2 separate regions of the Oryctolagus cuniculus genome follow, and region 2 is linked to region 1. The links are chromatin contacts, called in public Hi-C maps. All regions are on one chromosome and are shown on one strand. The core of a region is the stretch at or near the end of the contact, and the rest is flanking DNA. Distances in the headings are between cores, read along the strand shown. Region 1 holds the start of GATB (glutamyl-tRNA amidotransferase subunit B). Region 2 holds the start of RPS3A (ribosomal protein S3A).

The links. Hi-C and Micro-C count contacts between places; a contact is called where the count stands out from the background.
Region 2: a contact with region 1 is called in a Hi-C map of an unstated tissue, with 4 times the contacts expected there. The contact joins the promoter of RPS3A here to the promoter of GATB in region 1. A contact is called at or near these places in 2 of 6 Hi-C or Micro-C datasets (psoas muscle and an unstated tissue).

What each region holds. Positions count from the first base shown.
Region 1 is chr8:12,803,940-12,809,392 of mOryCun1.1, forward strand. It overlaps GATB (glutamyl-tRNA amidotransferase subunit B), which reads left to right and starts at 2,771. Exons shown (of 13, transcript XM_002716908.5): 1 at 2,771-3,004; 2 at 4,867-5,017. The coding sequence starts at 2,841.
Region 2 is chr8:13,514,408-13,519,860 of mOryCun1.1, forward strand. It overlaps RPS3A (ribosomal protein S3A), which reads right to left and starts at 2,066. Exons shown (of 7, transcript XM_002716902.5): 1 at 2,024-2,066; 2 at 925-1,408; 3 at 368-471; 4 at 1-35. The coding sequence starts at 986.

The DNA of each region.
Region 1 (5,453 bases), core at 1,521-4,020:
ATCCTATGTCAACTTCATTCTCTATACTGCATCACTTCATTCAATAACCTTATTTTTAAGGGTTTTACAGTTTATCAATCTGCATGAAAAATCTGTACAATCACTGCAGATGAAGTCACTGCAGAGTCTTTACGACTCCTACTTTTTACCAACACTGGCAATGGCCTTTGCAGTCCCCCTGATTTTCTTCATCCTATTTTTGCATTCATTTTTTTAAGATTTATTTGAAAGGCGGAATTACAAAGAAAGGAGAGAGAGCGAGCTTCCATCTGGCTTACTACCCAAATGGCTGCAGTGGCTGGGGCTGGTCCAGGCTACAGCCAGGAGCTTGGAGCTCCACCCAGGTCTCCCACATGAGTGGCAGGGGCTTAAGCATTCGGACCATCTTCCACTCATTTCCCAGGTGCAGTAGCAGGGAGGTGGATTGGGAGAGGAGCACCTGGGACTCAAACCAGCATCCATATGGGATACCAGCATTGCAGGCATGGCTTATCCTGATTTTTTTTTTTTTTTTTTTTTTGGACAGGCAGAGTGGACAGTGAGAGAGAGAGACAGAGACAGAGAGAAAGGTCTTCCTTTGCCGTTGGTTCACCCTCCAATGGCCGCCGCGGCCGGCGTGCTGCAGCCGGTGCACTGCACTGATCTGAAGGCAGGAGCCAGGTGCTTCTCCTGGTCTCCCATGGGGTGCAGGGCCCAAGCACTTGGACCATCCTCCACTGCACTCCTGGGCCACAGCAGAGAGCTGGCCTGGAGGGGCAACCGGGACAGAATCCGGCACCCTGACCAGGACTAGAACCCGGTGTGCCGGTGCCGCTAGGCGGAGGATTAGCCTAGTGAGCCACGGCGCCAGCCAGCTTATCCTGATTAACCACAACACCAGCCCCTCCTTTCAGAGGTTCTGTTGGGGTCTTTTTCTTCTCATACAGGCCATGTTTTGCAAGTCCATGTTTGGGTTCATTTTTCTTTGCATAATCCAAAGAATACAAATCATGCCAAAACCAGTTTTCTTGTCACCATCAAAATGAGTTCTGAATCCAACTACAAAGAAGAGGTCAGGGTGGTCTTGTATATTCTGGCTAGCTTTTCTCGAATTTCTGTCTTAGGGACTATTGCCTTCTCAGGGTGGAGGACATCAAGGGCCAATTTTTTCCTCTGAAGTATTCAGTTGGTCATGAATTTCCCTGTCTGGAAAGTTACTGTGTCATTCTTGATGGTGGTCAATACTTTCCATAAATATTTTTGAGCGGCTTATGTTGTATTCTGGAAATACTATGGTGATTGGCAGACAAGGAACTTGGGGAGATGTAAGATAAACATCCACTAGTCATAGCACTAAGAGAGGAATCAAAATATAATGATAGAGAATGCATTTTTTTTGACAGGCAGAGTTAGACAGTGAGAGAGAGAGAGACAGAGGGAGTTATAGACAGTGAGAGAGACAGAGAGAAAGGTCTTCCTTCCATTGGTTCACTCCCTAATGGCCACCATCGCCGGTGCTGTGCAGATCCGAAGCCAGGAGCCGGATGCTTCCTCCTGGTCTCCCATGCTGGTGCAGGGCCCAAGGACTTGGGCCATCCTCCACTGCCCTTCTGGGCCACAGCAGAGAGCTGGACTGGAAGAGGAGTAACTGGGACAGAATCCAGCACCCGAACCAGGACTAGAACCTGGGGTGCCTGCGCCACAGGTGGAGGATTAGCCAAGTGAGCCATGGCGCTGACCCATAGAATGCATTTTGAATTGAGAAAATAAAGTAATTCTGCTGGGATGATGGTATGTGCCATCAAGGGTTTCTTGCTTATAGAAAGTGTTTCGTATGCTGGTCAAGAACTAAAAAAGTAAAAATGCACATGAACGCTCAATCTAGGTCTATCTCCAATCAACCTTGCTTAAAGGTAGTACTCTACCTACATGAAAATCTTATTTTTATTACTTCTTTTATGCTGTCTCCTCTCGCTAGAATGTAAGCTCCATGAACCCAGAGGCCATGAGTGCCCTGCTCTTGGCTGTATTTCCAATAGCTAAGAACCATACCTGACCAAGGTACCAAGTAAGTATCTGATGCAAAGGCCGGCACTGTGGCGTACAGGTAAAGCTGCCACCTTCAGTGCCGGCAACCTATATGGGCGCCAGTTCGAGTCCTGGCTGCTCTACTTCTGATCCAGCTCTCTGTTATGGCCTGGGAAAGCAGTAGAAGATGGCCCAAGTCCTTGGGCCCCTGTACCCGCGTGGGAGACCCAGAAGAATTCCTGGCTCCTGGTTTTGGATCGGCACAGCTTCGGCTGTTGTGGCCAACTGGGGAGTGAACCAGCGGATGGAAAACTCCTCTCTCTCTAACTCTCCTCTATGTTTAACTCTGACTTTCAAGTAAATAAATACATCTTAAAAAAAAAAGTATCTGATGCATGAATACCTGATTTGGTGTGTGAAGTAGGAGAGTTGATAGAGAAGAGAGTGGGTGTGGAGGTTCGGAAAGTCTTCCCGGTGATGTCAAGGTTATTTATTTCAGCTGACAAGGTTAACGGCGCTGTAAAACCTCGCCCAGGCTTCTGAGTTGACACACACTCACATTCACACACTTGCAGGCGGGCAAACACCTCTCCAACTCCCCGCTAGGAGTCGTCACACCTCCCGACCCAAAAACCCTCCCACGCTCTCCTCTATTTCCCCTTCCCTCCCCTCCCCGCCACAGTTCCGGCGACTTTCAAGTCGCAATGCTCGCCGGGAATAGTAGTCTTCCTGTCTGAGTCTATAAAGATTTTAAACATTTCCGGAACTACGTTTCCCAGAGAGCGTCGCGCCAGGGAGACGCTGCGCCACCTGACCAGAACCGTGGCGGTGCAATGGCGGTGCCCACGCTGCGCTGCGGCTTCAGTGGAAGTCGCTGGACTTTTGCTTTGGTTGACAGGGGTTGTCGCCATCGAACTGTCGCCACATTCAACTGGATAAGGGGACAGAGCTCAGTGGCTCAGCAGCCCCTCCACACGGCCCAGAAGCCGAGGAAAGGGTATTATTATTTTCATACCACTACTGTCCACTGAAAGTGTGGGGTGCTCCTGCGGGTCAGGGGAGATGATGGCCATTAACAGCCCAGGTTTAAGACGCTCTGGTGGGCGGGAAGGGATTGAGATACTCTCTGTAGCTCAGAAACCTAAATGAAAAACAAACCAACCACCCCGTGTGATCCTCGCCACCACACGTAAATCACTGTCTTCAATTTGGCGTATTCGGGGAACTTTCGAGTGTAAAATAGCAAGTATTTTCTTGAACCAAAAGCTAAGCAGACAGAGGAGTGGGTTCATACACCTTACTAATTGCCTCTGCCGCGGGCTGGGTGGCCTTATATTCGGGGTAATATTTAGCTCTCAGCGAGGGTTGAGCGCTGCTATGCGCTAGTGGTGTTCTAAAGGTAGACCACTCTGGAGTTTGTTGTGGTTCAGAGTCGTTAGAAAACACCAGCTCTCTACAGAGGCGTTTGATGTTTTACGTGTGTCTAAACTTAGAAGGATGCAGCCAATAGGAGCTATCTTCCCTCTGGTTATGTAGAGAGTTTTGCTTATTTTGCTAGCCATCCTCTGAACAGCTGTTTAATGCTTCACTGTAGAAGATTTAAATAGTTTCTTTTGAAATACAGGAACATAAGGCGCTTTTCTAATATTTGTTTATTCTTTGAGATTGGTTGGCATATTTTTGCTTTTCAGTTGGAGGAGCAGAGGGAAAATGTCCGGAAGCATTCCACTTCTATTCTTTGCATATATTAAATAACTTCCCTGTGAATGGGTAGTGTGTGTGTGTGTGTGTGTGTGTGTGTGTGTATTTGCCATGTAATGATACTGCAAAAATAATCTGAATCATGCTTTGGTGAATGCAGAACTCCTAGAGTTCTTGATTGAATTCCTCTCGTTTATGGGCTTCCAAACTTTAAAAAGTACTTAATCTTGAAGTAATTTAGATGTAGAACTTTGTATGTTGAAATGATTGAAACAAATGCCAATACATATAAACAAAAACCTGTATAATACACAGAGTTGCTTGGGGGAAGGACAGGATAAGAACATACGTGGATTTCATAGGGAATAAGCCACACTTAGGAGAACTTGGAAAGACCTGTGTACAGACCCAGCACAGTAAGAATGGCTGGATAAGAGAGATTTTTATAGCTTTTAACAGCTTCTTAGGTTTGATAGCAGTCAGGCATGAATGAACAAAGGAACCTAAAGTTGGATCTCAGGAATTGGAAATGATTTCTAGAAACAAGCAAGACACGTCTAGTGGGTTACTGTTTTCCTTTGCACAGAATTTTCAGGAATACCATTTAGTGGTGATCTATACCTGTGTCACTGTGTCATTGTACTTGCACATCATTGTTATACAGTGAATTCCAAACATGTTTGAGAATTTTTTTTTACTACTGTTATTTCTCTAGTTGCAGAATCATGCCATTTATGTTAATTCTAAGAAGTTTTTGAAAGATCAGCTCTCTTTCCTGAGTGATTAATTGATAAGGTGCAGTGAATTTAGAAAATGCTGCTTTTCGCTGAAGTCAGCCAAGCAGTTGTCACCTGATACTCGTTTCTAAATTGTTCTAGGTGCTAAATTGTTTTCCTCTCTATCACCTTCCAGTTCGTACAGCAAGCCTGGTGTCCTGTTGTAAATGAATTTTACCTTGCCAATCTCACTGTAGGTGTTTCTTATACATTGACTTGATGTAGTAACCAAAACAATATGACACATTTCTAAATGTAAGGATATAAAACTTTAGTACATTAAAATCAGGTATAGGCAATTAACCTTTGGGATTTAGGCTCCTAAAAGTTGATACGTGGTGAAGAATGTAACTATTTAACCTTTTTATCTCTTTCTCTTTAGTGCGCAGGAATGGGCAGCTGTGGTAGGTTTGGAAATTCATGCCCAGATTTCTTCCAACTCTAAACTGTTCTCTGGAGCTGAAGTCCGCTTTGCAGCACCTCCAAATTCTTTGGTTTCTTTTTTTGATGCGTCTCTGCCTGGAACTCTGCCGGTAAGTGTTTGTTTAATCCTATTTTTATTGGAAATGGTTATGTCATTTTGATCATAGTTAGTGATGTCTTTGTTTTAGTATCTGGGCAGGACTCTTGGGAAATACTTCAGATCTAGGTAATTGGGGGTGAAGTGGGATGGGCTAAATGTTTTCGAACCACCCATCTTTGAATCTTTTTCTAAGTCTGAATATTTCATGCACGTGTGAGTATTCACTCATTTCACAGACATTTTAGAATGCCTCCTAATTCCAGACCCTGTGCTATATGAACTGGCTCCTACAGATGAGCAAAGATCCTTGCTTGTGAGGGCCTCAACAATTGGTAGAGATGTATGCTATAAACAAATAGAGTGCAGTGTGGTCGCTCCTGTGATGGATACATGCAGAGGATACTTTCACAACCCAGAGGAAGGACACTTAAATTCAGTAAGAGGAG
Region 2 (5,453 bases), core at 816-3,315, 710 kb after region 1:
AAAAACACGCCCCTTGAGTCCATCAGACGCAATTTCTACAGAACGAGCATTAAATAAAGTCTTGTTAGCGTTAGGAACTACACAAGCAAAGTCAAGCCTACAAAGTCTTGCACCGAGTTGAGGTTAGACATTAAGGTAACAGAATTACAATGCCTGGCTTTAACAAATGTCCATCTAGATGAATGATCAACAGTGCTCATCAGAAATTCAAAATAACCCGCACATCTCAGTACCGTGTAAAACAGCAGCGGTGCCGAAGCTGCAACCAGGAGCTGACAGTTCCCTAGCGTCTCCGCGGCCAGGACTCATGGCAGAACATGCTACAGTTCCCGTGCCCCCGTGTAAGGAAACAGAACAAGATACTCACTGGTTCCTTGGGTCCTCGTGACCAGTGTTTTCCCAATATTTCGTATGTTGAACATAGCAGGTGCCTTCACATCATACCAATCTTTCTTAGAAAATGGGTCCACCCTGAATTTTAAAAACACCTTTAAGATTCACTGCATTATCACCTAATTCCGACTGCTTTTCTAAGCTTTTTCCTTCCAGTACCACTTGTTAGGAGGCTAACTGGCGATCTGATTCTGGGCTAAACTTTGTCCGACAGTGAAGTTAGGAGCGCAGCTCCTCCACGGGCTGCCACGCAACTCAGGCAGCCCCGCGAGTCCCGACAGCCGAACTCTCCCCAGCAACACGGCTCAACCGCCGCGTCCGCAAGGCCCCGAAAGCTACGACGAGCAGCCAGCCCGCCACGACACAGCAACCAACACGGCCAGGCCGCCGCTGTTTGCCGTGCACCAATTGCCCCCGGCCCGCGCAATCCAACCGGCATCTTCGCCATCCGGCCCACGCCGCGACCAAGGGCCCACCCGCTCACTCCAGCAGAACCCCAGAAAGCAAGTCTCCACAACAGCCGCCACTTACACTTTCTTCTTGGCTCCCTTTTTGCCGCCTTTCGTAAGGCGCTTGTTCTTGCCGACCGCCATGGTGGTGCTCAGAGAGCCAAAAGGGCGGAAGTACAACTCGCGCGAGAACTTAGGCGTACAGAACGGGGCGGGGCGCGTCGTTTACGTGACCTTTGATCGTTTCTTCTTCCTGCCTCAAGAATATCGCGACAACAGCGAGTGACAGGCCGCCCACTGAGGCTGCGACAGCGCCCTCGTGTGTCCGGAGGCCGTGCTGTGGCGAGGCGGGTGCCTGGTGGCCTTCGGTCCTTGGGAATGGCTGCCGGCGGTGTCTGAGGCTGTGACGTGAAGTAAATTTCCGCGGAAGGAGACGCCGGCTGGACTCGCCGTCCAGTGTATGGAATCAAGCAACAGAGCCTGGTTCAAGTGCGAGTTTCGGCGCCACTGAGCCTTGCAAACGCTCTACGCGTCAGTGTCGTGTACTTCACGAAGTTGGTGGGAAACTGGAATTTAAGAATAAGTTTATTTTGTTGAAAAAGCATTTGAGCCGGCGCCGCGGCTCACTAGGCTAATCCTCCGCCTAGCGGCGCCGGCACACCGGGTTCTAGTCCCGGTCGGGGCAACGGATTCTGTCCCGGTTGCCCCTCTTCCAGGCCAGCCCTCTGCTGTGGCCCGGGAGTGCAGTGGAGGATGGCCCAGGTGCGCAGTGGAGGATGGCCCAGGTGCTTGGGCCCTGCACCCCATGGGAGACCAGGAAAAGCACCTGGCTCCTGGCTCCTGCCATCGGATCGGTGCGGTGCGCCGGCCGCAGTGCGCCGGCCGCGGCGGCCATTGGAGGGTGAACCAACGGCAAAAGGAAGACCTTTCTCTCTGTCTCTCTCTCTCACTGTCCACTCTGCCTGTCAAAAAATAAATAAATAAATAAATAAAAAAAGAAAAAGCATTTGAATTGCATGCACTGGAGAAGCCCTCAAAAAGTTCATGGGAAATTGCATGGCTTTCAAAAAAAAATTTTGCACCATAATAAACATCTTTAAATTGTTTTTTAAAGATTTGTTTATTCATTTGAAAGGCAGTGAGGGAGAAATATAAAATTAAAAAAAAATTTTTTTACTTACTTAGAGACAGACAGACACTGAGAAAGCTCGCATCCACTGGTTCACTCCCCAGATGACCACAATAGCTGGGACTGGGCCTGAGCTGGGAAATCATCCAGGTTTCCCGTAAAGGTGACAGGGACCGAATTACTTGGGTCCTCACCTGCTGCCTTGCAGGGTTTCCACTAGGTGGAATCAGCAGTAGAGCCTGGAATTGAACCTAGGCACTCTGATGTGAGATCACGCATTTTTTTTAAAAAAAAGGATTTCTTTATTTAAAAATCAGAGTTATAGCGAGGCAGAGGCCGGGGGGGGGGGGGTGTCTTCCATCCGATGGTTCACTCCCTAATTGGCCACAATGGCCAGAGCTGAACCCATCTGAAGCCAGGAGCCAGGAGCTTCTTCCAGGTCTCTCACGTGGATGCAGGAACCCAAGGACTTGGGCCATCTTCCACTACTTTCCCAGGCCACAGCAGAGAGCTGGATGGGAAGTGGAGCAGCAGGGTCTCGAACTGGCATCCGTATGGGATGCTGGCACTTCATGCCAGGGCGTTAACCCACTGCGCCTCAGCACCAGCCCCGCGAGATGCAGGCCATTAGGCTGAATGGCCACTCCCAAACTTAACTATTCATTCCATTTCTGCGAAGTTTTGGATGTAACCTCCTATATAAAATGAGGATAACAATACAAGCTACTTCCTAAGTGTGTTAGTAGGGTTAAATATGTATGTGGGTGTAATTCCAGGAATGCTAATAATGTTTTGCCTGTTGGTACCAGTGCTGGCTGGTGTCAGCTATGACCATGCCTTGTGAACATTTATTTATCAAGCTATGTGCTCACCTGTGTACTTTTTTATGTCTCTTATACATTGGTAAGCTAAGACAATGTGGAATACAATCTCTAAATTTTTCAGTTTTTTGCAACCAATCGCCCTCCAGGCTCTATAACTGTAGGGGTTTAAGAAAGCCCATCCTGGTGACTTACAGCCCCCTGGCTCAAGTGTGCAGCCCCTAGAAAGGTTCTGACCCAAACAGCCAGTGGTGTACTCAGTTCCCTCCTCTTGCTTTGCCTCTGGCACAAAACCCAGCGCCTAAGCCAGAGAGCTGCCGCAGTTGTGAGGCCCCTGCAGGCTTCTCAATCCGCAGTCCCTGGCCAATCCTCACCCCTACCCTCCAAGACCAACTTTCTAACGTTCTGCTCTGCCTCTAAAGTCTGAATAATTTTCCAAATCTCATTGCCTGGAGGATAAGGAGAAAGCCCTTGATTCACAACAGTATGAGCATACTTAGTATCACTGAGCTGCACTTAAAAGCGGTTAAGTTCTATGTTTCTCAGCCTAAGTTCTAAAACAAGTGCAAGTCCTTCGCTGAGGACGCGCTTCCCTGGCCCTGTTGACTGTTTTCTGTCCTCACCACAACCTAACCTGTGCAGGTCCACCTGCTGCAGCCTCCTAGAACTGCTTAGGACCACACAGGCTTCTATTGCCTCTGTGTATTTCTCCTCCATAGCAGGCAAATATCTGTGCATTTCCAAGACAGCTAGCTTGCTTTCTTCTTGCTATAAGAAGTGTAGTCCTCGGACAAGCAGGCTTCCCCTCGCACCTGCTCCCAGAGGCCTGGGCACCAGGGAATTTGTTAGTAACTAGTGACTGTGTGCCTTTCTCACTGTGAACAGGAGGGCACATGGTACAGTCCTTTTCTTGTATTCATGCCCCATCTCTTGGAACATAGCAGCCCCTCAAAATATTTATTAAATGAACTAACAAGAGATCCAACAGCATCAGCTGCTTTTTGGACTTTGTGGATCGGCCACATTCTCAAAGCAATTAGGGCAAAAACAGGACTGCAATGTTGAAATGTTGCCACACTTTAAAACAAACAGAGCAGTGGAGGCAGGCATACTGCCTAGCAGTTAAGACATTAGCCTCCCACACGGGAGTGACTGGGTGCGATTCCTGCTTCTGCTCTTGGTTACAGCTTCCTGCTCATGCAGACCCTGGGAGGCAGACGGTGATGGCTTGGGAGGCGGGGTCCTTGTCACCCATGTTGGAGACCTGGATTGAAGGCTCAGCTCCCTGCTTTGCTCTGACTCAGCCCCTACCGTTGTGGGTATCTGAAGAGTGAACCAGTGCCCTGTGTGCATCTCTCAGCCTCTGAAGTAAACAAATCATTAAAATTTTTAAATAAATACCAACTTCATTTACTATCAGGTCATTCCATAAATTATGAATACATGATTTTTACAAAGAACTGTGTGGATCTTCTTTTACCCATCTCATTGCACACTAGTGAAAACTAATGACCAGTGGAAGTCAATTAGTCCCTGCAAATGTAATTGTGGGCCTAATAAATTCTTGGTCTCATTTCTGTGCTAGTAGTAACCCTGACAAGTTTACCTCACAGGCAGCAGTTTGCTCCTTTAAAACTTTCCCAGTGGAAAATGTCACAGACCCCCAGGCTGCCTGCTTCAGAACAAAAGCCAAATTCACCTTCTTCCCGGTTCCTCATTTCGTTCAAGAGAGAAAGTCACAGGGGAACGCATTATTGAAGTCAGCTGCATCTAGTTTGTTCTAGCAAGAGGAACACCCAAGGGATTTGTCTGAGGCCTGTGTTTCAATCATTAACTTTGTTTTTGTAGTAAAAGCTTTTTTTGAAGGTTGATTTACTTTTTTTTTTTTTTTTTTGAAAGGCAGAGAGAGAGAGGGGAGAGAGATTTTTCTTCTTCTGGTTTACTCTCATAATGCCCCCAATAGACAGGGCTTGAGTCAGGCTGAAGCCAGGAGCCAGGTACTCCATCTGTACCTGTAGTTGGCAGGCACTCAGGTACTTGAACATCACTACTGCCTCCCACGGTGCACATTAGTAGGAAGCTAGAGTCGAAAACAGAACCAGGACTCAAACCCAGAACTCTGATGTATGTATGTGTGTGTGTGTGTGTGTGTATAAGTTTTGAAGACTAGTTGTTATTAAGTGATTTTTGGAAAACACTTTCTTACGTTATTAAAACACAAAATTTTGGAGCCAGCACTGTGGTGTAGTGGGTTAAGCCTCCTCCCACAGAGCCAGAATCCCATATGGGCGCCGATTCCATTCCCAGCTGCTCCACTTCCAATCCAGCTCCCTGCTAATGTGCGTGAGAAAGCAGCGAAAGGTGGCCCAAGTGCTTGGGCCGCTGCACCCGTGGGAGAGACTCAGAAGAAGCTCCTGGCTCCTGGCTTCAGTCTGGCCCAGCTGGCTATTGCAGCCATTTGGGGAGGGAGTGAAGCAGCAGATAGGAGATCTCTGTGTATCTCCCTTTCTCTTAACTCTGCCTTTCAAATAAAATAAATAAATCTTAAAAAAAATGATAACATTTCAGAATGTCTCTGGTTGTTTTAATGAAGCAATGCCATCCATTTATCACTCAAAGAAATTATCCAAAACATTGAAACAGTTGTGCTCATTTCAACAG